4 separate regions of the Mus musculus genome follow, and all the other regions are linked to region 1. Evidence: chromatin contacts called from public HiChIP or PLAC-seq and promoter capture Hi-C data. All regions are on one chromosome and are shown on one strand. Each heading gives the region's core, a stretch centred on a gene start, on an enhancer-like site or on the middle of the called end of the contact. The rest is flanking DNA. Distances are from core to core; before and after follow the strand shown. Region 1 holds the start of Elp3 (elongator acetyltransferase complex subunit 3). Region 2 holds the start of Gulo (gulonolactone (L-) oxidase). Region 3 holds the start of Fbxo16 (F-box protein 16). Region 4 has its middle 27 kb from the start of Gm41178.

Evidence for each region. Promoter capture Hi-C pulls out the DNA fragments that hold promoters and counts their contacts. HiChIP or PLAC-seq counts read pairs in DNA pulled down with a chosen protein or histone mark.
Region 2: a contact with region 1 is called in an H3K27ac HiChIP or PLAC-seq map of embryonic stem cells, with 2.9 times the contacts expected there. The contact joins the promoter of Gulo here to the promoter of Elp3 in region 1. A contact is called at or near these places in 3 of 39 promoter capture datasets (hippocampal neurons, maxillary cranial neural crest and stem cell-derived epiblast-like cells), 1 of 115 datasets of contacts at active chromatin or transcription factors (embryonic stem cells) and 1 of 9 other capture datasets (pancreatic islet).
Region 3: a contact with region 1 is called in a promoter capture Hi-C map of neural stem cells. The contact joins the promoter of Fbxo16 here to the promoter of Elp3 in region 1. A contact is called at or near these places in 3 of 39 promoter capture datasets (hippocampal neurons, neural stem cells and second pharyngeal arch cranial neural crest), 1 of 115 datasets of contacts at active chromatin or transcription factors (embryonic stem cells) and 2 of 9 other capture datasets (adipose tissue and liver).
Region 4: a contact with region 1 is called in an H3K27ac HiChIP or PLAC-seq map of embryonic stem cells, with 4 times the contacts expected there. The contact joins the enhancer-like site here to the promoter of Elp3 in region 1. A contact is called at or near these places in 7 of 39 promoter capture datasets (the HPC-7 cell line, embryonic stem cells, hippocampal neurons and 4 more), 1 of 15 datasets of contacts at CTCF or cohesin (embryonic stem cells), 20 of 484 Hi-C or Micro-C datasets (B cells, CD4 T cells, CD8 T cells and 14 more), 13 of 115 datasets of contacts at active chromatin or transcription factors (the 230-238 cell line, the SCID.adh cell line, Th17 cells and 7 more) and 2 of 9 other capture datasets (embryonic stem cells and liver).

The regions. Positions count from the first base shown.
Region 1 is chr14:65,590,103-65,595,112 of GRCm38.p6, forward strand. Elp3 (elongator acetyltransferase complex subunit 3) reads right to left here and starts at 3,010. Exons shown (of 15, transcript NM_001253812.1): 1 at 2,823-3,010; 2 at 404-503. The coding sequence starts at 2,898. It also overlaps a transcript of Nuggc not described here.
Region 2 is chr14:66,006,196-66,011,205 of GRCm38.p6, forward strand. Gulo (gulonolactone (L-) oxidase) reads right to left here and starts at 3,015. Exons shown (of 12, transcript NM_178747.3): 1 at 2,850-3,015; 2 at 1,844-1,945. The coding sequence starts at 2,852.
Region 3 is chr14:65,264,592-65,269,601 of GRCm38.p6, forward strand. Fbxo16 (F-box protein 16) reads left to right here and starts at 2,027. Exons shown (of 8, transcript NM_015795.2): 1 at 2,027-2,192.
Region 4 is chr14:65,324,022-65,329,031 of GRCm38.p6, forward strand. No RefSeq gene overlaps it. Among named protein-coding and RNA genes, the nearest start is that of Gm41178, 27 kb to the left of the region's middle. Within about 2 kb of position 2,745, at least 38 of the 459 cell types and tissues checked have an H3K27ac peak or open chromatin away from gene starts, as enhancers often do. A contact at or near this core is called in differentiating embryonic stem cells and embryonic stem cells, where this site is marked.

The DNA of each region.
Region 1 (5,010 bases), core at 1,760-4,259:
GGTCATTCTAACTAGGACCCCTTTCCTTCGGTTTCTGTGACCTGCAGTGTACTCCTGACAGTGCCTGGGGTACTGAAAGTGCCAAGGAAGGCCAGAGACAATTAGAGTCAGAGGCTTCAGCACAATTGTGTCACCGTGAAGCATGTGACAAGGCAGGAAACTACAATTCTTAACCACTACACAGAAAACAGGTAGCTTTAGGTCAGTTTGCAGAACAGCCTGGCTCTACTGCCAGGCACAGCGGGGCATGCCAGGAATTCCAGGGCTTGGGAAACTTAGGCAAGAGGAATGTCTTGAATTTGAGGCCAGCTTGGGATACAAAATGAGACCCTGTGTCAGACAGACAGATCAACCCTTACTTAAGGACACGACAGCAAGACTGCCCTTCTATAGATCCACTTACTTATTTAGATCGACGTCTTTCCCCTGCTCATGAGCTTCAACCAGCTGCTTGATAACGTCTCCTATAGTCAGCATCATCAGCTCAGCCGGGCTGAGGTCCCCTGCAGAGAACATTTCAACCACAGAGTCTCATCATTCAGTCTCTTTAACAATTATTTATTTGTACATGCAACGAAATTTTAAGTGTGTCAGTCAGGAGCCTCTTGAGTGTTGAGATTACAGTACGTACTAGCTGGCCTGGCCTATCTAAGGGTCTAGCTGCATTTCTAAGCTACTGTCTGCTGACCTGCATGATCCTGTCTTGGCAGCCTGCTCTCTCATCCACAGACACAGGAGATGCTGGCACGATTGCCACATCATCCTACTGTCAATCACAAATGACTCATCCAAGCATAAGCAACCCATCCAAGCCAGAAAAATCTCAGCTCTTTTTGTCAAGGGTCAGGAGAGCCCATCTTTTACCAGCTGACAACAGTGGTGCGCTGTGTTAGCTTGGGTGATGGCAGCAAACACGCCTCCTGCCTGCTGGTGTGAAAAAGAAAGAAGTCATCATAGGAGTGTGGATAAGAACACCATGGAAGTCACCCATTTGAAACTCACAATGACACTGTAAAGTTGGTATTGTCGTCCTATTTTATACATGTAAAACTGGATCAAAGCAAGTTCAGATGTCATTGTAAAGGGCAGGGTTAGATCTCAGGTTCAGGTCTTTTTACCATATTGTGCACTGTGTACTCCACCAACTTAATGAGGCAAAGCTAATACATATCAAACAATGAGAGAGAAGTCTATGGATAGCCAAAGACTAGTGATTTCCCAGCATTCTCAGTTCTACAAAGGTGCCTCAGAGGCTATGTAACAGAGGTGGACTTGGGGTACGGGATGAGCACAGAAGATGAGATATCACCCTGTCAACTTGCATATCTATACATCTCCATCTATTTGGGTGAGTGTGTGTGTGTGTGCATGCATGCGTGTGTGCGCATACACATGCATATGTATTAAGACCACTGCAACTCTGTTTTCTTCTTTCTACATTAAAAACTTCTGCATAAGACTTCATCTAGAGAGTAAGAGGCTGGGCTAACAAAAATAAAAGATCTGAATACTACTTGGGCAAACCAGTAAGAAGTATTTCATGGAGGAAAGAGAATTAGCATCATTAAAGAAAGGTCAGGGTGTAAACCAAGGAACAACAAGAAGGAACAAGGCTAGGCATAAGAACTACCTATTCTGGTGAAAGGAGATCTATCTAACTTGACCACAGGTTGCCTGAGCAGGGTTCAGTAAGTAGACAGTACACTGGCCACTAGGCAAAGGCATTAAACGTAACAGAAAAAAATTATACATTCTCAACTCTGTAACTTAAGAAAAAAAAAGTAGTTTTTTTAAAAGAGAGATTACCAATATAACAAATATGTCAGAAAGCTAAAAAAAGAAAGATACAATCAATGTAGATGATAAACAAAAGCCAGATCTACACACATGAAAACTTCAGTTTGAATCCCTGCTCCCATGTTCGAAGCTAGGCCACATTCATGCCCGTAACGTGGGGACCATGGAGGAGTGGGCAAGGGAGACGGGCTGGCTGGGGCTTGCTGATTGCCAGCCTAGGAATAAACACGTTACAGTAAAGTAAGATCAAACGGATCTAGTGCATGTTGTGTTTGATGTGACAAGTATATAGAACATGTCTAGAAGGGCAGTTCCAGTTAGTGCCAAGAGCGGTGACCAATACCGCACTGACTTTTCATTTGATGCTTCCGATGTCACAGGCAGCTCCTCACACTAAGTATAAACTTTGACTGGAAAAGTTAACCAAACCTCAGCTTTTTCGAGCATGAAATGACAACACGTCTTCAAAATGACTGGGAAAGGCTCAATACCCAGCTATTATTGTGACATCCAACAGTAATATTATCAGACCAACTCTTCAAGGGCAGTACAGAGTTAAGAATGGAATCTATTGCAAAAAAAAAAAAAAGATTTAAAAAAAAATGACTTCATCCTGTTGAAAAAAAAACCAAAAACTGCACAGTTACTCCAGACTACTCCGGAGGTAAAATAAATGCAAGTAAGTCACGTAAAGCTATTGCACAAACTGCACAATCTCTACCTTAAGGAGGCCTTTCCTACTTTAAGATTTAAAAAACAAAAACAAAAAACAAAAACACCTTAAATAAACACGTCCAGTAAATTACCGCAAATTAACCTGCAACTCAACACCTATCTCCTCTGAAAGTTATCTTGGAATAGCAGTACCGTTTACCCATCTACACAAAAAACAACAAGTAGTCTCTTCCAAAGGGGAAGAGAGAAGGGGGCTGTTTTACAAAGGACAGATAGGAAGGGAGGCCCGCCAACCGGGGTCCCGCGGGCCCAGACCAAGCAGTAATTCCCATGGAAAATTGAGCTTCAACCTGTGATCTCAGAGAATCCACTTCCTCCCTTGCGCCCTTGTCCCACGTATTTTGCACCTTTCCTCTTTTGCCTCATCTCTGCGCTGGCGTAGCAATATGCCACCACGTTACCGCGGTTTAGAAGGCGGAGAAACTTAGCAGCCGTAAAGCCGCCCGGGACTGTCGTGAAAACACAGCGACTGTACCATAAAGCTCTTCCCAGAAGGCGGAGCGCGGAGCCCCGCCCTGTCTAGGTGGCAGCTCCCAGCTCTCTGAGACTGGGAGGGGATGTGCACAGTGATTTAGTGGGGCATTGGAGAATTCCTGGGGACCAGAAAGGTGGATCTGGGAAGTAACGATAGTACAGTTTAGACGCTTCTCCAAGAAGCTGGGACGAAAGTGAATTGTAACCAGAGTTCCTTAAGCAAAAGCCTGGCCTTTGACAACTTCTGCAAGAGGGGCTGGGCCACTTGTCGCTAGTATAGCCAACAATGTTGACATAAAGGAGACCAGATTCGCCCTCCCACTGACACCCGGGGTGTTGACATACCTTTTTTTTTTTTTTTTTTTTTTTTTTTTTTAAGTTATGGAAGAATTGAGGGCAGGAGACAAGAGGTATGTTTAAACAGTCCTGGGTTAAGATGTGGTCTGGTTGATCATTATCTCAGTTCTGGTTTTCAAGGTGGTCAAAGTCTTTATCGCTGCATCCCTTCCGGAGATCCATTTAGCTCCTACAAGGTGAGATCATTCAGTGCTCCAAGGTGCAGCCCTGACGAATAATAGTCCTTATATAGGCAGGAGTCTAGCCTTTGAGACTTTGTTTTCTCTGGACTCAAGGTGACTTGTAGGTTTAGGACGATTAATCTTTGTACCTTCAGCCAAAATAAAGGAGACAGGCACAAAATGAAGACAGATACCAGACCTTTATCTTGCACTTAGTTGCTTGTCTAAGTGCCTATTTCAAGAATCTTGGAAGTGAGTAGCCCTTGTGTGGGGACTTGGGAGCTCAGATACACCACACATAGAGATGGGATAGAAATCCCACATACCATGAACATTAAACCTTCAGTGTGATAACGCTAAGTTCTGATTTCCCTAAAAGACAGCAAACAAGAAGCAAGTATCAGTTTGATCTTTCAGGCTTTGCAGCCTAGAGGATTCCTGGGTCTCTGATTTTTCTTGATGACAATCTTGAAAACACTAGGTGAGACACCATGTACAAAATTTTGCAACATCTGGAGATGGGACTTGGAATAACTTTTTCTTGAAACCCTTCCATGACCTCCTTTGTGTATGGACCAAAGATTAAGAATCCTTGATATTAATAAAGAATGGAAGGTGTGATGTTTCAAGTTTCTTATTACCCAGTAGAGTTGAGGTAGCTCTGACTTGGTTGTCACCACTACACTGAAACTGTCCTGGTCAAGACTTTGAGATTTTTCAGTGTACCAAATTATCTTAATACCACCCTCTTGTCAACAAAACTAACTTCCCTGAAAATATTTTTTTAGATAAGGGCCCCCCACTCTAGAATTTTCAATCATTATTATTATTTCAGTCTCTTATAGATATCTCTGTCTCACTTCAAGCTAATAATGGTCTTATTGATCCTGTCTCTTTCTAGCGATTCTGGAGTTCCATGGTCTTTAAATATCATCTTTCTACTCTCAGATTTATAGTTCAACCTCCGCTTCTTCCCTATTTGACATCTCGGTAGATTTTGATGTCGAATGTGTATCTCGGAATCAACACATAAGACAGAAATCCTCTGTGGCCCTGTGCTGGTTGGTCTTATGTCAACTTGACACATAGACGAGAGCTATCTGGAGGGAGGGTAACTCAATTGAGAAAAGACAGTCATAAAATCTGAGTGTAAGGCATTTTCTTAAGTAGAGATTGAAGTCGGAGGGCCCAGTCCATTGTGGGAGGTGCCTTCTGGGGATGGGGATGGTCCTGGGTTCTATAAGAAAGCAGGCTGAACAAGCCAGGGGCTTCTACATCAGCTCCTGCCTCCAGGTTCCTTCTCTGAGTTTCTGCTCTGGCTTCCTTCAGTAATGAACTATGATGTGGAAGCCAAATAAGCCCTTTCCTCTCCAAGTTTCTATTGGTCATGGTGTTTTGTCTCAGTGACAGAAAAAAAAAAAATACTGCCAAAGCAGACTACAATGTCATCAAAGTTTGGGAACCACTAAGTAAGGCAAGAGATTAA
Region 2 (5,010 bases), core at 1,765-4,264, 420 kb after region 1:
CTTCTGCAGCCCCAGGCATCCCTTTCCATTTGGTTCCTGTGTTTTGAGACAAGGTCATGATGTAGCCCAGCCTGTCCTCTAGTTAGTGATCTTCCTGCCTTCCTAACGCAGGAATTGCAGAACTGAGCAACCATATGGGGTAGTTTGAAGGTCCCTCCCTTTTGAGACTCATGTAGTCCAGGTTGGCCTCAGACTCCCCTGAGTAGCCAAGGCTGGTCTTGAACTCCTGATCTTGCTGCCTCCTCAGAGCTGGGATTACAGTGTATATCACCACACCAGTGTGTGCAGTGCTAGGGATGGAACCCAGGCCTTTTGTGCATGTTAGGCAAGCACTCTCCCCAGCTGAGCCATATCTCCAACCTCAGTAAAGGTTTTAAAAAGACAAATCCTATTGCATTCCTCAATAATAAAAAACCTTCCAAAGGCATCCCAGTGACTAAGGATAAGCCCCAAGTGCCTCATCTTGGCCGCAAGGAATCTTAATCTACCCCCATGCTGCAGTAAAGGCTCCCAGAGGGCAGGAACCATGGCTGTATCTGGAGACACTTGGTAGAAAAGCACGTGGATCCGTGATGTCACCTCAATGGATTCACTTACTTTCCCCCTTGTGTCAAGCACCCTCATTCAGGTGCCTCGAGACACACATTTTAGGAGCCATATCACAAAGCGATCCGTTGGCAATTGAAAATTGACTGACGAATGCTGGCTGCACTGCCTACTCCCCGCACAGTGCATTTTCCACAGAGGCTGAGCAAGACATTCTGTCACGACACAATCCCTGAGCTGCTTGGTCACGCACCTATTTTTTTTTTTTTTAATCTTCACTGGATTCTGCTGGTTCTCCATGGAAACACTACACCTTACTCCGTTAGTACCAGGAGGTCATGTAGGCTGCTAGCACATCCCAGAAACTGTTTTCTAAGGTAGCTCTGCCAGAAGCACACTTTTGGTTCCCTCTCTTATCCCCTAATAGCCCCAGCTCCATCAAAGCCACTTCTCACCTACCCCTGATGCTGCGTTCTTGTCTCGTAGGGTACAGTCCTCAGTCCCTACACTCATGGTGCCTTTCCCAACAACCCTGATTCTTCCCAGAAAACCATCTCATATGTGATGTGTGACTGTGTCTGTGTGTGTGTTTATATGTGTGCATAAGCATTCATGCGTAAGCTGGGCGTGGTGGCGCACGCCTTTAATCCCAGCACTTGGGAGGCAGAGGCAGGTAGATTTCTGAGTTCAAGGCCAGCCTGGTCTACAAAGTGAGTTCCAGGACAGCCAGGGCTACACAGAGAAACCCTGTCTCAAAAAAAAACCAAAAAAAAAAAAAAAAAAAAAAAAAAAAAGTATTCATGCATATATGTAGATGTTCATGTGTGTGCACAGGCTTGTGCTTAAATTGTATTTGCACAGGTATCTGTGCATTCCAGACTGTATGTGTACCTGTGCATAGGTGTTTGTGCATGTGTATATGTATGCATATGCACCTAGGTGTGTACATGGGTGTGCACGTGCATAGGTCTACAGGCATGTATGCTAGCACATCTGCCTGTGCCCAAGCACGCACAAATATATGCACACGTGTGTATGTGTGCATGGAGTTTATTACAGAGGTCAGGTTGGAGAGGTGAGTGTAGACATGGCTGCCCCTGGTATACTGCTGTATAGGCTTGAAGTGGGCATAGAACATTACAACAGGCTGCGGAGCAGACCTGGAGCTGGGGAAAGCAGGAAGAAGAGCCTTGCCTTTACCCAACCAGGCCAGCAGGAAGCCTCACATCCAGCGTCTTCCAGAGCGAGGGTTGTGGCTGCAGGCCGGGCAGCCCATGTGGTGTTCATGGGCACCTACCTCTCTGACCTCCCCCACTGATGTGGGCTGGTAGTACATCTCTGGACTGCAGCCATAGGTCTTCGCCCAGTTTTGGAACTGGACCCCTTTGTACCCATGGACCTATACCAGGAAGAAAGCCAGGTCTCAGTAGGCAAGCAGTCACTGTCCTCTCTGTATGTCACATCACCAACCCCAAACCCCGTAGACACAAAGAGGAGAGGACATGGCCACAGCACAGAGAGCCCCAGCTCCCTTTGGCTACTATGGTTCTTAGGTCAAGGGCCACTAGGAAGATCAAACAGCACCGGCTGCTCAGAAGCTGGCAGCCCACACCCAGCATCCTAATGCTATCTTTGATCACTCCAGGTCAGAATGGTGGGAATTCTGCCCATTCTGAAGGCCAAAGCGATAGATGGGATCAAAGACAAGGACAAATCCTGATAAGCCAGGACTCGGGTCAATTCCTGCTCCAGGTGCGCATTATGGATGGCCCAGCAGATAAGTAGGGCGGTCTGAGAAAGGGCTGGAGGAGAAGGCGCTGGAGGCAAGGGCTGGGGTCTGACTTCCCTGGCAGGGAAGGGGTATCCCTTAGGTGTTCCATGGTGGTAGCATCTTAGCCTCTAGCCTGGGAATCAGAATCATGTTTTCTGCACACCACTGTATAGCCAGCCAGATACGGTGGGTCTTCTGTGTGTCCTGGCTTATTAGATCTTACAATAATGTCACGAAACAGGACATTAGTCTTCTTTTAGCTGTCAAAATTAAGGCTCAGAGCAGTCAGGGTCTTCCCTAAGTTCACACAGAAGCCCAGTGAAGGCATTAAGAGGTCAGCCCAAGCCTTCCACTTTCATATCTCTTCTAACACCCCAACCGTTCCCCAAGTTCACTTGGGGGATCCCCAGTGGCCCCTCTGATGGCCCCAGCCTTGGTCTGACTTTACCTTCCCTCACTTGGCTCACAGATGCAGCCTGGACACAGCCGGCTGTATCTACTGGCGGTCTCACAGACCCCCTATCATTCCTACCATGATTCCAGCGATCAACAGGGTCAGACGACTTGACTTGAAGCGTTCCCACAGGAAGTTGAACAAAGCCCTGGGCAGCAGCAGATGCAGTGGTCAGGCAACCTCGGCTCTGGGTTACCTCAGGCAGAACGGGACTGGAAGTTTAGCCACAGGTACCAAGAAAGGCAGGAAACCGGTGTTGAACAGGCTCCTCCCCCTGCAAGACCCAGGCAATCTGTAAACAGCAGCTGGGTCCCGCCCCCTGCCCTCTGTCTGCGAGCTCCAAGGAAGCTCGGGAGGTGTAGGTTAAACAGCAGCATCTGTGCCCCTGAAACCCACTGCTGGAGCTCTGAGCCCAACCTTGGGAGTCCAGAGCCAAACACCACTGTCAGGCTCAGACCTAGGCTAGCTGCCTACGCGTCTGACTTTGGCCGCTTTAAAGCCAGGTACCCATGCAGCTCTTGTACTGAGCCATCCAAACACTGCCCCCCACCCCCCACTATGTTTGGTGATTGTGGGAAGGGACAGCTGAGTATAGTCTAGTGCCATTCAGAATCAGTACCCGGTATTCTACTGAAGCAGTCAGGTGGAGGCTGTTTTGGTTAAAAAAAAAAAAAAAACAAAAACAAAAACAAAAAACCCAGACTCTTCACTTGGGTCTACAAGGTACCTAAAAGCAGGGTGGGAGCCTGACACCGCTATCTTCATTTTGTGTCTCCTCCCCTGAAGGCATGGAAATAAGTCATTTCCCATAGAGTCACTTTGGATATGTTTGTTTGTTTGCTTGCTTGTTTTTTTCCAGACAGGGTTGCTCTGTGTAGCCCTGTTATCCTGGAACTCACACCTTAGCCCAGGCTGGCCTTGAACTCACAGATCTGCCTGCCTCTGCCTCCCAAGTGCTGGGATTTAAGGCAGGTTCCACCACGCCTGGCTACCATGGATTCTAAGAATAACAAAACCTCAGAGTAGGGACCACCTTCCAAAAGAGGGTGGTTATCTGTGAAGGTGAGGCTGTGCCCTGGAGTCCAAGGACCCATGAGAACTAAATAAGCTCTGGTGTAGAAAACAAAAAGGCCTTGTGCACACAGATAAGCAGGGTGGAGAAATCAGGAAAGTTTCTGGCAGTGAATCTGGTCCATGGTATGAGGTGCATGGCTGCTCTTCCTGGAATGGCTGGAGTGATGTAGTTTTACAGTCTGGTGATTCTTTGCTGTCTGATGAGGCAGACTCTGTCATATCTTCCAGGCTTACTGCTTTTACTTATTCCAGACCCTTTCCTCCTAAATGTTATGATTGATGTCTCTTGCGTTTCATTCACAACAGTGTAAGTGACTTCTGTGTGATCTTAGGGCCAGGCCAACCTTAGCTCCCACAGATGCTATGTTTACCTTAGTCAAGATCCCTAGACCATTATCTCGAACATTGTTTCAGCAAGAAACCATCTTACAGATGAAGCCATAGGTACTTAGCCAAGAGCTTCAATGTAAACCTGTTTTAAGCTTTGTGGCCTTCACGGAGCTGAGTTAATTGTTATCTGAACACTTCCCCTCAGTAATTCTGCGGTGCTTAAATATGGCTAAAGGAGAAGGACCTGGGCCAGACTCTTGAAGTCCTGGTCCAGTGCTGGTTACAATAAATCCGGTTGAGTTTCATTCTTACTGTAACCTTGATTGTTTTGTCCCTGACTGTTGTAAAGCCAGCAGGGGAGTCACCACGGCACTGAAATGTGAGGCCGACGATGACCCTCGGAGGAGGTAAGAAAGATTTTCTTTAAATAGAAATTAGGGGGCTGGAGAGATGGCTCAGTGGTTAAGAGCGCCGACTGCTCTTCCAAAGGTCCCGAGTTCAAATCCCAGCAACCACATGGTGGCTCACAACCATCCGTAACGAAACCTGATGCCCTCTTCTGGTGTGTCTGAAGACAGCTACAGTGTACTCACATAAATAAATAAATCTTTAAAAATAAATAAATAAATAAATAAATAAATAAATAATAGAAATTAGGGGTTTAGGAAATTCAGTTCTCTTACCCAAGGGTTGCCACCATAAAGGGATGGAAATTAACATGGGCTCTTCTTGTCAGTCCTTCGACAACAAAGCATTTTGTATAATTACTGAGATGCTTGTTAAGATCCAAAGGAGCAAAATATTCAGAGCTACAGCTCTGCAACATTTGAACATA
Region 3 (5,010 bases), core at 777-3,276, 330 kb before region 1:
TCTAAGCTTTTCTTTATGTGTGATATGTTCCACACAGAAGTAATGTCAAAGTATCACAAGACACTGGGCTATGTGTGCATGTTCCTTAGGAACACAGTGGGAATGGGGTGACTCACAAGGAACACAGTGGGAACGGGGTGACTCATTCCCCTTTAGGGGAGCAGTCAGTTGGAGGAACTGTGGGACATGAGGAGACCCAGAAGGTACTGTTAAGAGCAGAGAAGAGGGGATCCTCTATGAGGAATGGAAACATTCAAATCCCATGGGGATAACTCCAGATGCTTTCTAGGTCCCATCTCCCTTTCCTTCCATGTTGTAACCACTAATAGAAAGTCTTTAACAAGGGGGAACTTCACAGAGAGACTCAGCCACCTAGGCATTGTTAAAACTGGTGCCTTTCTGGATGAACCCGTTTTTTGAAACCATAAATGTTAACTGGTAATGCATGGTAATTTAGTATGACATCTTTACCTGCCTCCCCCAGGCCACCCCCTCACATCCCCAAAGGCTTTGTCTATTCATTTACATACAAGCTGGTCATTTGGAAAAACCACTAAGTTGGAATCCAGACAACCTAGGTTCTCGTTTCAGCTTTGCCACTTACTGATCCACTGTTAACTTAGGGAAAGCGCCAACCTCCACGAGATGCACTGTCCCCTTTTCATTTAAATGGTAGATATGCAAATTCTGCCTATTTAAAAAAAATAAATAAATGAAAGGGAAGGCTGGCAAAATGGCTCGTAGGTAAAGGCATTTGGTGGCAAGCCTTATTACATGAGTTCAAGCCCTGGACTTACGTGATGCAGAGACTCGGCTCCTGAAAGTTGTTTTCTGACCTCTACACATGGCAGACACAGGCTAACACTCAGACATAGATACACACATGTAAATAAACCTAAATTTAAAACTATACTATTTTTAAAAATGATGAAACACGTAGGATCTGTAGGACTGCTTAAGTTGGAGGTGTCCGTTGTTTTAGTACGCAAAGGTAGTTTGGGAAGTTGTATTCTTTTTAGGTACTGGGGTTAAGTTTTGGTTTGCTGCTGCTTATCAAAATTGTTTTGCACTGTTTACACAGGCATGGGATTTCCAACTTCTCGGAATTCTTCAGGACTTGTTATCACAGCTACTAGATCCGTTGGTTATTTGCACATTACACTGTTGAGTTTCTCTCATTAGATTTCTCTTATGTTTTAGACAGGGTTTTGGAGTTCTGGCTAGTCTCCAACTCCCTTTGTAGCCAAAACTTTCCTAGGAACCCTGACCCTCTTGCTTCCACCTCCGTAGTGCTAGGATTGCAGGATTGAGCTACCATTCCCGCCTTCAGATTTCTTCCTTCCTTCCTTCTTTCTTTCTTTCTTTCTTTCTTTCTTTCTTTCTTTCTTTCTTTCTTTCTTCCTTCCTTCCTTCCTTTCCTTCCTTCCTTCCTTCCTTCCTTCCTTCCTTCCTTCCTTCCTTCCTTCTCTCTTTCTCTCTTTCTTTTTTCTTTCTTCTTTTTTTTTAATCCTTGAATTCTGTGGTTCTCACTACAAGTTGGGTGCTCAATACATTTAGCTAATTAAATGTGACTGGATCTTAAAACCTAAATACAGTTATTCTTATAAGGGCGTGCCATCTGCTGGTTCCCTGGCGTATCTGTCACTTGGCTTGGGGCAGTTCCCCCACGACCTCCCCTCCCCTCTGCAGGTGCTTTTTTTCCCATCTGACCCGTAGCCAATTGTTATTTCCTCCGTCTGGGCAGTCTTAAAACCTGGCATAATGGAGTTTGCGTTTCGGAGCTCCCGAGTGACCAGAGCAACACAACTGAGCATGCTCGGTCTGTTTTGGAACACAAACGCAGCAAGTCTTGAAGGGAGGTTTTTCAAGGCTGCTGGTTTCAGGATTGGATACAGCTTCCTCCAAGAATTTTATCAAGATGTTACAGCTCCTCCCACTCACCCGACTGCCACACTTTCTCCTTTTATCTCTGTGCCCAATTTTGGAGCCAGCCTTCCTTGGATACCCTGGCCAATCAAGAGTCCACACATTGTTGCCTAAGAGACCCCGGATGCCAGCGACAGGATTTATAGATGGCGATTGGCCTGCTGGAAGCAGTAAGGTGGGGGCTGAAAGGAGTCAAAGAAAGCTGCCCTAGTGCAACGATAGCAACCCCAGAACCAGAGGCTTGAAGAAGGAAGCCAGCTGCTGAGGTGAGCAGTGGGTAGAGCAGGAAAAACACGGAGATTCTGAGAGAGCTCCCCAGCTTCCCAAAAGCTTGCTGGGGCTCCTGGGGATTAAAGTGCGCTGCGGTTTCAATGGCTGCTTCACACCTCTGCAATTAACAACCAACAATTACAGTGCAGGTCAAGCAGTAGCTTTGAGAACCATGCATTACAGTGCTTATTTCGGTTTTAACTATTTGAATATAGGGTGAATTCCTATTTAAACCTACCCGCCCTCTATTTCTGATACTGTGCGAGATCCCCTTTGTCTGGTGATTTTACAGTGTACTGTGGGAGAATTGTGTGTTAGCAGAGAAACTCAATCCTAGTCTTCGTTGTAACCTCCGAATAAAACTCTTGACAACCTTGAGTATTTCCTCTGTGCCAGGGTCAGCATATTCTGAGTTTCAGTGTGCAGTCCCACAAGGTTTAATTCTCAAACTCCCCCTCCCCATGCTCTTCCAGGACATTTTCCCCCTTCCATTGAATAACATTTATTGAGCATCTACTATGTACGGCTGTGATACTGTGACTGGAGTTTAAATGAGCAGTGACAGAATACACGAGCCCCAAAGCATCAGGGCCTCATGCCACTGTCCTTACAGTGGTCAGGCTGTCAGTGGATTTGGACAGAGTACAGGAAAAGGGGGCACTAGGTTGAAATAGTTACATTGAGTTGACCCAGACTTCGAGTTGAGGAATTGGAATTCCAGTCATTAGTGAGATGAGACGGTTTGGCAGCACAGACCCTGCAAGAGGCAGGTGGATCTTTGTTACTTTAAAGCCAACCTGGTCTACATAGCAAGTTCCAGGCCGACCAGGGGTATGAGGCAGACTCTATCTCAAAACAAAAACAAAATCGAGACAGAACAAAACGAAACTTAGGGCTTGGAGTATCGAATACTTGGTAGAATGCTTGTCCAGCATGCATGAAGCCAGAACCCAACTCTGCATAAATCAGGCGTGTGGCGAACACTGCAATCTAGAACTTGAGAGATGCAGGCAAAAGGATCCGAAGTTTAAGGTCATCCATGACTTCAGGAGCAGGTTTGAGGCCTGCCTGGGATAGATCCTTAGGAAAATTATTGTGTAATGGGGATGGTGTGGACAATGGCTCAGAAGATTTAGGTCAGACCGGAAGCATGTGACAACTGGGACCTCTGCTTGGGTGTTGGGCTTTAGCTTGGAGCCATATGTAGGGGGTGAGAACCCTGGGCCTTCTTTCTACAGTTTTATCCCAAGTTACATGAAACACAATGACAGGCAGCCATTAAAAGGAAAGGGAGTCATAAGTACCTGCAACTTGTACCTGTGGACAAGGATGAGACAATCTTTGCTGTCTTGGTAGACAGGATGCAATTATTTATTGTATGTGTTATGTGAAAACTTCTGTGTTTTGAATAGTAGCCAGTAGTTTATTTGTGAACTTGTGTATGCATACAAACTATGTACACTGTTCATCTTCTGGGATTGAGGGAGGAGGGAAGAATCAGAAAAGGAGAATTACAAAAGATAGATAAGACGTCCCCACTGGCATGCCCTCTCCATGACTGTCACCAAGAGTAGTGCCTCCTGGCTAACCCCACCTCCTGGAAACTACCGCTGCTGCTTTGAAGAAAGCCTAATCTAAAGTGGTTTTCAGTCCCAAGGAACCAGGAGGAAGAAAACAGCCTGGGCAGACCCTTAGGGTATCTTTGAGAAAAGCTACTTTAGCTTCATTCAGAAATGGTACCTAGAATACATCAAATGGCTTTCCACACATGCAAGGGAGCTTCTCAGATTAATACAGAGATTTTTTTTTAACCTGGGGGAAGCAGAATTTTAGCTTCATGTGTATTTTCCTAGGAAGAGATGCATAGATTTTTATCCCGGCAGCTTTATGATTTTTAAAGCAGCTACTGTCTTAAAGGAAGAAGAAGGGGGGCGGGGCTGGACACAGTGACAAACTCCAGTAATAACAGCACTGAGAAGATTGAGGTGGTGAGATCTTGAGTTTGAGGGCATCCTGGACTACAGTAAGTCCCTGTCTCAAGATAAAAAACAACAAGCAGTATACAATTTTACCTGAACAGATATGAACTAGGTGGCGTTGCTTTGTATCTGTGGTCTTCCTGCTCACCTGTGTGTGTCTGGCTGCTAGTTAGCCATGCTGCAATAAAAGTATTCCCTGTGCCTTTTGTAACCTACCTAAAAAATGTAGTAACTTAGACATTAGGAGCTGAGAAAGGCCCAAAGGCTAATCTGAGCCCCTTCATACCAGGGCTTCAGTGGCAGAACCATGGGAAGGTGTTGACTATTGAACACTTCTCAACATTGTTCATTTATAGAGTCATCTCAGCCATAGTTCTACTTGTGTGTGCAAACCCATCTTTTAGGGGGGAAGTAGAAACACTGAGGGCAGGCACTCACACTACTGTCCATTGTAAAATATTCCATCATGGTCCCCTAAAGTACAGGTTTTGGGAGTTCTATATCTGACAAGTTCTAAGAAAGATTGAAGGAGATTACTCAGGCCACCTTGGCAAGACTTTTCCTCTCTTTATCTTTTAAGCATCATTTTGGAGATACACATACCTAGGATTTTTTTTTTAAACTGCACAAAGTGGGGATCGAGAGATGGCTCAGAAGTTGGGGTGCTTGTTGTTCTTGTAGAGGACCCAGGTTCAATTCCCAGCAGCCACACCATGGTTCAAACCATCTATAGCTCCAGTTCCAGAAGACCTGATGTCCCATTCTGAACTCATCAGGCACTAACCATGCATGTGGTGCACATACATATATACAGACAAGACGTGCACACACAAAA
Region 4 (5,010 bases), core at 1,495-3,994, 270 kb before region 1:
CGGCTGTCCATTGTGATACCAAACAGTCTACACACACACACACACACACACACACACACACACACACAAAGAGTTTTGACAGTGGCCCAGACTGGTGGTACAGAAGAAAGTGGTGTGTGTCCAGATGATAGGTAGGGACAAAACACAATCTAGTAATAATCACTTCATTTGTCCCACATAGCGTTGCACTAAAGCATCCTTCCGCGCTGAGATCTTGTGTCTTTCCCATGGGAAGGGTGTTCTCTTCCCAGAGCCTGTGTCCTCATGGACACTTCCATTTCTTTAGTTGGCCAGACAGTTGTTCCATTTGAAACAAAGGGAACACAGGCTCTGGAGGGTAATACACCAGGAACCATGGGCAGATGGAGAACCTGGACAGTCTGCAAATGGACGACCCTTGATCATGTCATAAGTAGTTACACTCGAGGAGGGACACGGCTGGCACTGTGGTGTGAGCCATCCATTAGGGCTCTGTGAAGGCTGCAGGCAGAGCCTTTGTTCCCTTCTTGAAGCCTAGGGTTCTGAAGTCTGGTGGGGCCTGAGTCACCTTTGAAGTTCTAGTCATAAGAGGTTCATAGTGTCACTTCTGTTTCTTTAGTCAACTGGACAGTTGTTCAATTTGAAACAAAGGCAACACAGACGCTGCAGGGTTGCAAGGTTCTGGAAGGACACCCACAGACACCAAAATGGACTTTGTTTGTGCGAATACATATTGTTTTTCATACACTTTCCCCACCAGCCTCCCATTTATTTCTGTTGATCTACTTGTATTTGAGAGGGTTGCAAGTACCCCAGGCTGACCTTGACCTTAGTATGTATCTGAAGATGATCTTAAACTGTCTCCACCTCTTGATGTTGAAATTACTGGTGTGTATAAGACTACCACACTCAATGTATGAGACACTGGGAAACAAACCCCAGGCATTGTGGGTACTGGATAGGCACTCTAGCAACATTGTAATATGCCTAGCCCCTCCCAGTTATTCATTTTTATTTCTTTTGGTGCTGGGGATTGAACTCAAGGTCTATGTACAAGCTGCACAGGGGAGCTATGACCCCACCCTTTCCCACAGACTTTAAATCATTTCTAGGTGACTTGCAATTCCTAAAACAATGTGAGTAGTTGTTAAACTGTGTCTTTTGTACTATGACAAGATGGGACAGTACTGACAGTACATGGCAGGCCTGGCTGCTGCGTGGTGGATGTATATCAGCAATATTGTGATAACTTTTCCTAGCTCTGTGTGTGTGTGTGTGTGTGTCTGTGTGTGTCTGTGTGTGTCTGTGTGTGTCTGTGTGTGTCTGTGTGTGTCTGTGTGTGTGTGTGTTAGAGCCCAAGAACACAGAACCTGCAGATACAGAGGACCTAACTGGTTGGTTGTGAGAAATAAACCTTTTCTTGCTTTTAAGGAACCTGAGAAGCTGAGGAGAGGAGAGGGCAGCTGTTGCAACACATGGGCTTGAACAGGGTACCTCGAGCAGAGCTGAAAGAGAGGACTGACGAAGCAGTCTGGGAGGAGCTACAGATGGGGATGGCTGTTCCAGCAGAAAGCCTAGGATGAGTCCATGAAGGTGGTGTGGGATGTACAAGGGGGAGAGAGAGAGAAACGACCCAGTGAAATAGCCAGAGACCCGGGGAGAAGCCAGAGAGTCAGTTATCCTGGTGTGCCCAGGACTGACTTGGCTTCAGGGGCTTGGGTCGCTAGCTCCGTGCAAGCAAGTGCAAGGCCCTGGATATAATCCTCAGCAAGGCCAAAGCCGAGGGGAGGAGAAGGGTAAGAAGAAAAGGGGGAGCTGGGCGTGGTGGCACACGCCTTTAGTCCCAGCACTTGGGAGGCAGAGGCAGGCAGATTTCTGAGTTCGAGGCCAGCCTGGTCTACAGAATGAGTTCCAGGACAGCCAGGGCTACACAGAGAAACCCTGTCTCAAAAAACCAAAAAAAAAAAAAAAGAAAGAAAGAAAGAAAAGAGAAGAGAAGAGAAAAGAAAAGAAAAGAAAAGAAAAGAAAAGAAAAGAAAAGAAAAGAAAGGGAAAGAAAGGGAAAGGAAAGGAAAGGAAAGGAAAGAAAAGAAAAGAAAAGAAAAGGGGGAGGAAGGAGAGGGATGGAGGGTGATAGAAAGACGGAGCGAGCATAAGGAGGAGATGGAGGAAAGGGGGGAGGGGAAGATGAGGAAGAAGAGAGGAAGGGAAAGAGGAAAGAGGAAAGAAGAGAAGGCTGAAAACAAGGAGCATCTCCAGGAAGCCCCTCAGTCGCCATGAGTTGTTCTGGAGACTTGGATGGCCCACGAGAGCTGATGGTTTCTATAGAAACCCGTCTGAGCTGCCATGAGGTTGGGGAGAGAGCCGGAAAGTCAGTCAAGAGCCCGAACAGGAATCTGAGCCCTGCCAGGAAGTCAAGGCTTCGCCCTAGGTACTGAACAGTTGATCCGGGACTGTGAGATAGGAAAGCGATCTGAGGAGACTTGCATTTAGAGGGCTCTGGTGCCTGGGTAACTGGAAAGAGGGGATGTGCAAAGAACCGCCCATCACAGAGTCTCCAGAGAGGTGGAGCGAGACCGGGGAGCTAGAAGGATATAGACTCAAAGCGACAGCAGGACTTGGAGATACAGAGAAGGTTGGCGAGAGAGACTCTCGGGTGCCTGGCATCAGCACTTGGAAAACAATGGGGAAGTAATGAGGGTGGTTCAGAAAGGCCTTCCCACACCACCCTGCCCTGGAATGCAAACAAACCGTTCCTTCCCCTGCAGCTGCTGTTGGTTTGACGGTGATCTTGCTGGGTGTGCAAGTGTATTGGACGTCCCAGGGACAAGGGGAGGGGGTGAGAACTGCGGGGTAGTCAGGAGGCTCCTCTGGAGGGTGAGGAGGAGGAGAGAGAGAGAGAGGCTGTGTTAAACTGTAGGTTTCAGAAGCCCTTGCCTACTCTGGTTTGGTTTCCACAAGACCCTTAGTGGGGGGGGGGGGGGGAGAAAGGAAGGAGGGGCAGAGGGAGGACCTGGCACCTTTATCTTACCGTTGCGGAATTTAGGATGGAGTAGCAAGCCCAAGCAATGACTGTCTAACAGCAGGCCTGGGTCATGACTGAGAGTTTGACTCCAAAGAACACCTCTTCCCACCTCACAGTTGCTCCATAGCCACTCTTCCTGAGTGGACACGGCCTCCTCATTCAGTATTTGGCCTGGAAATCCTCCCATTTCTCCCCACAGCCTAGAGGGCAGAGAAGGTGGCAGGGAGTGGGAAGGATTAGATCTGGTGTTCCCATGGGCTTTCAGAGAGCGGCTGAAGACTGCTGTCAAGAACTGGAATTAGCTGGGCATAGTGGCATACACCTTTAGTCCCAGCATGAGATCTCTACCAGCCTGGCCTACATAGTGAATTCTAGGACAGTCAGAGTTACTTAGTGAGACCGTCTCAAAACAAACAAATAAATAAATAAATTTCGGATTATCAGATAATTTCTTCCTTTTCTTTTTTATATTTTAAATTTTTTCTTTTTTTCTTTTTTCTCTTTTCTAATTCTTTTGTTGTTGTTGGGTTTTGTGTTTTTTGGTTTTTTTTGGTTTGTTTTGTTTTTGTTTTTGTTTTTTTTTTGTTTTTCGAGACAGGGTTTCTCTGTATAGCACTGGCTGTCCTGGAACTCACTTTGTAGACCAGGCTGGCCTCGAACTCAGAAATTCGCCTGTCTCTGCCTCCCAAGTGTTGGGATTAAAGGTGTGCGCCACCACGCTATGCCCAGAATCTCTTAAAGAGACATAAAAAAAAAAAAAAAAGATGAAACTGGAGCCTTCAGATAAAGCCCAGTGTCGTCTCAAATGTTTAAACCACACACGTTTCCATTCCCACGTGAATTTTGATGTCTGTCCTTTCCAGTTTTGATTCTTCTGTTTGTGGTCTTCCTCCCATTTCTCTCTGTCCATCTTCAGTTGTAGTCATAAATCTCAACTACCCACCCTCTAGGATGGAATTCTTCACAGGATCCCAGATTCTCCACATGTTTCCATATTTCTTTTATTAAGCAGGCACATGACTGGTGTTTGACAGTAATGCTGTCATCAGAATGTTAAGAAATTCGCATTTCTCAGCTGGCTTCGTTAGTCCCGGGCTCCAGCAGAGAATGGACGCTAGAGGGCGCTACTTCCCCTCTTTTCTAAGTCTAGACAGCAGCTCCCGTCCTGATCTCCTGGGTCTTCCAAAGTTTGTCACTCATTTGCTTTGAGCACGGTTCACCAGCTTTTTCAGAGTTCTGGGTGTACGTGTACACCTTCGAGAAACGCTCATTAATTCACTTCAAGTCTTTTGTTTCACTTAAATTACTTTTTTAGTGCTAGGATTTTTTTTTAAAGTTTAATTAATTTATGTATATGAGTGCTCCATCTTCAATCACACCAGAAGAAGACATAGGATCCCATTACAGATGGTTGTGAGCCACCATATGGTTGCTGGGAATTGAACTCAAGACCTCTGGAAGAGCAGTCAGTGCTCTTAACCACTGAGCCATCTCTCCAGCCCAGCATTTATATTTTTAATAAGTCCAGCATGGTCTATATAAAGAGTTCCAGACCAGCAAGGGCTACATAGTAAGCCTGTATCCCAGCAAACGCAAACAACCCCCTGCCATCAGCAAACACGAACAGGGATTGAATAACTCTGAAGTCAGGGGGAGTGGAGGTAGGGATGAGTTGGTGAAGCCCTGGATACTTGGTTCTGGTGTTCATTTGGCATGTGTTTCCTGTAATTCGTTCCTGATGAGATTTCGATATGTTTCATTTCATCTTTAAAAAGAAACAAACAAAAAAGCAGGAATACTTTTCAAGAAGGAAACTGACCATATAATTGACATGAATTACAAAAATCACAACTGCTAACACATGCCCAGAAGGAAACCAAGCCTCATCTGCTATCACCAAATATTTACTATTGATGTGCTGTTGGCTCATCTGTGTTATAGTCCAAGAATGCTAGCAGATCCCAGGGTGGACGCTCACTACTGGGGGAAAAACAAGAAGGGGGAGG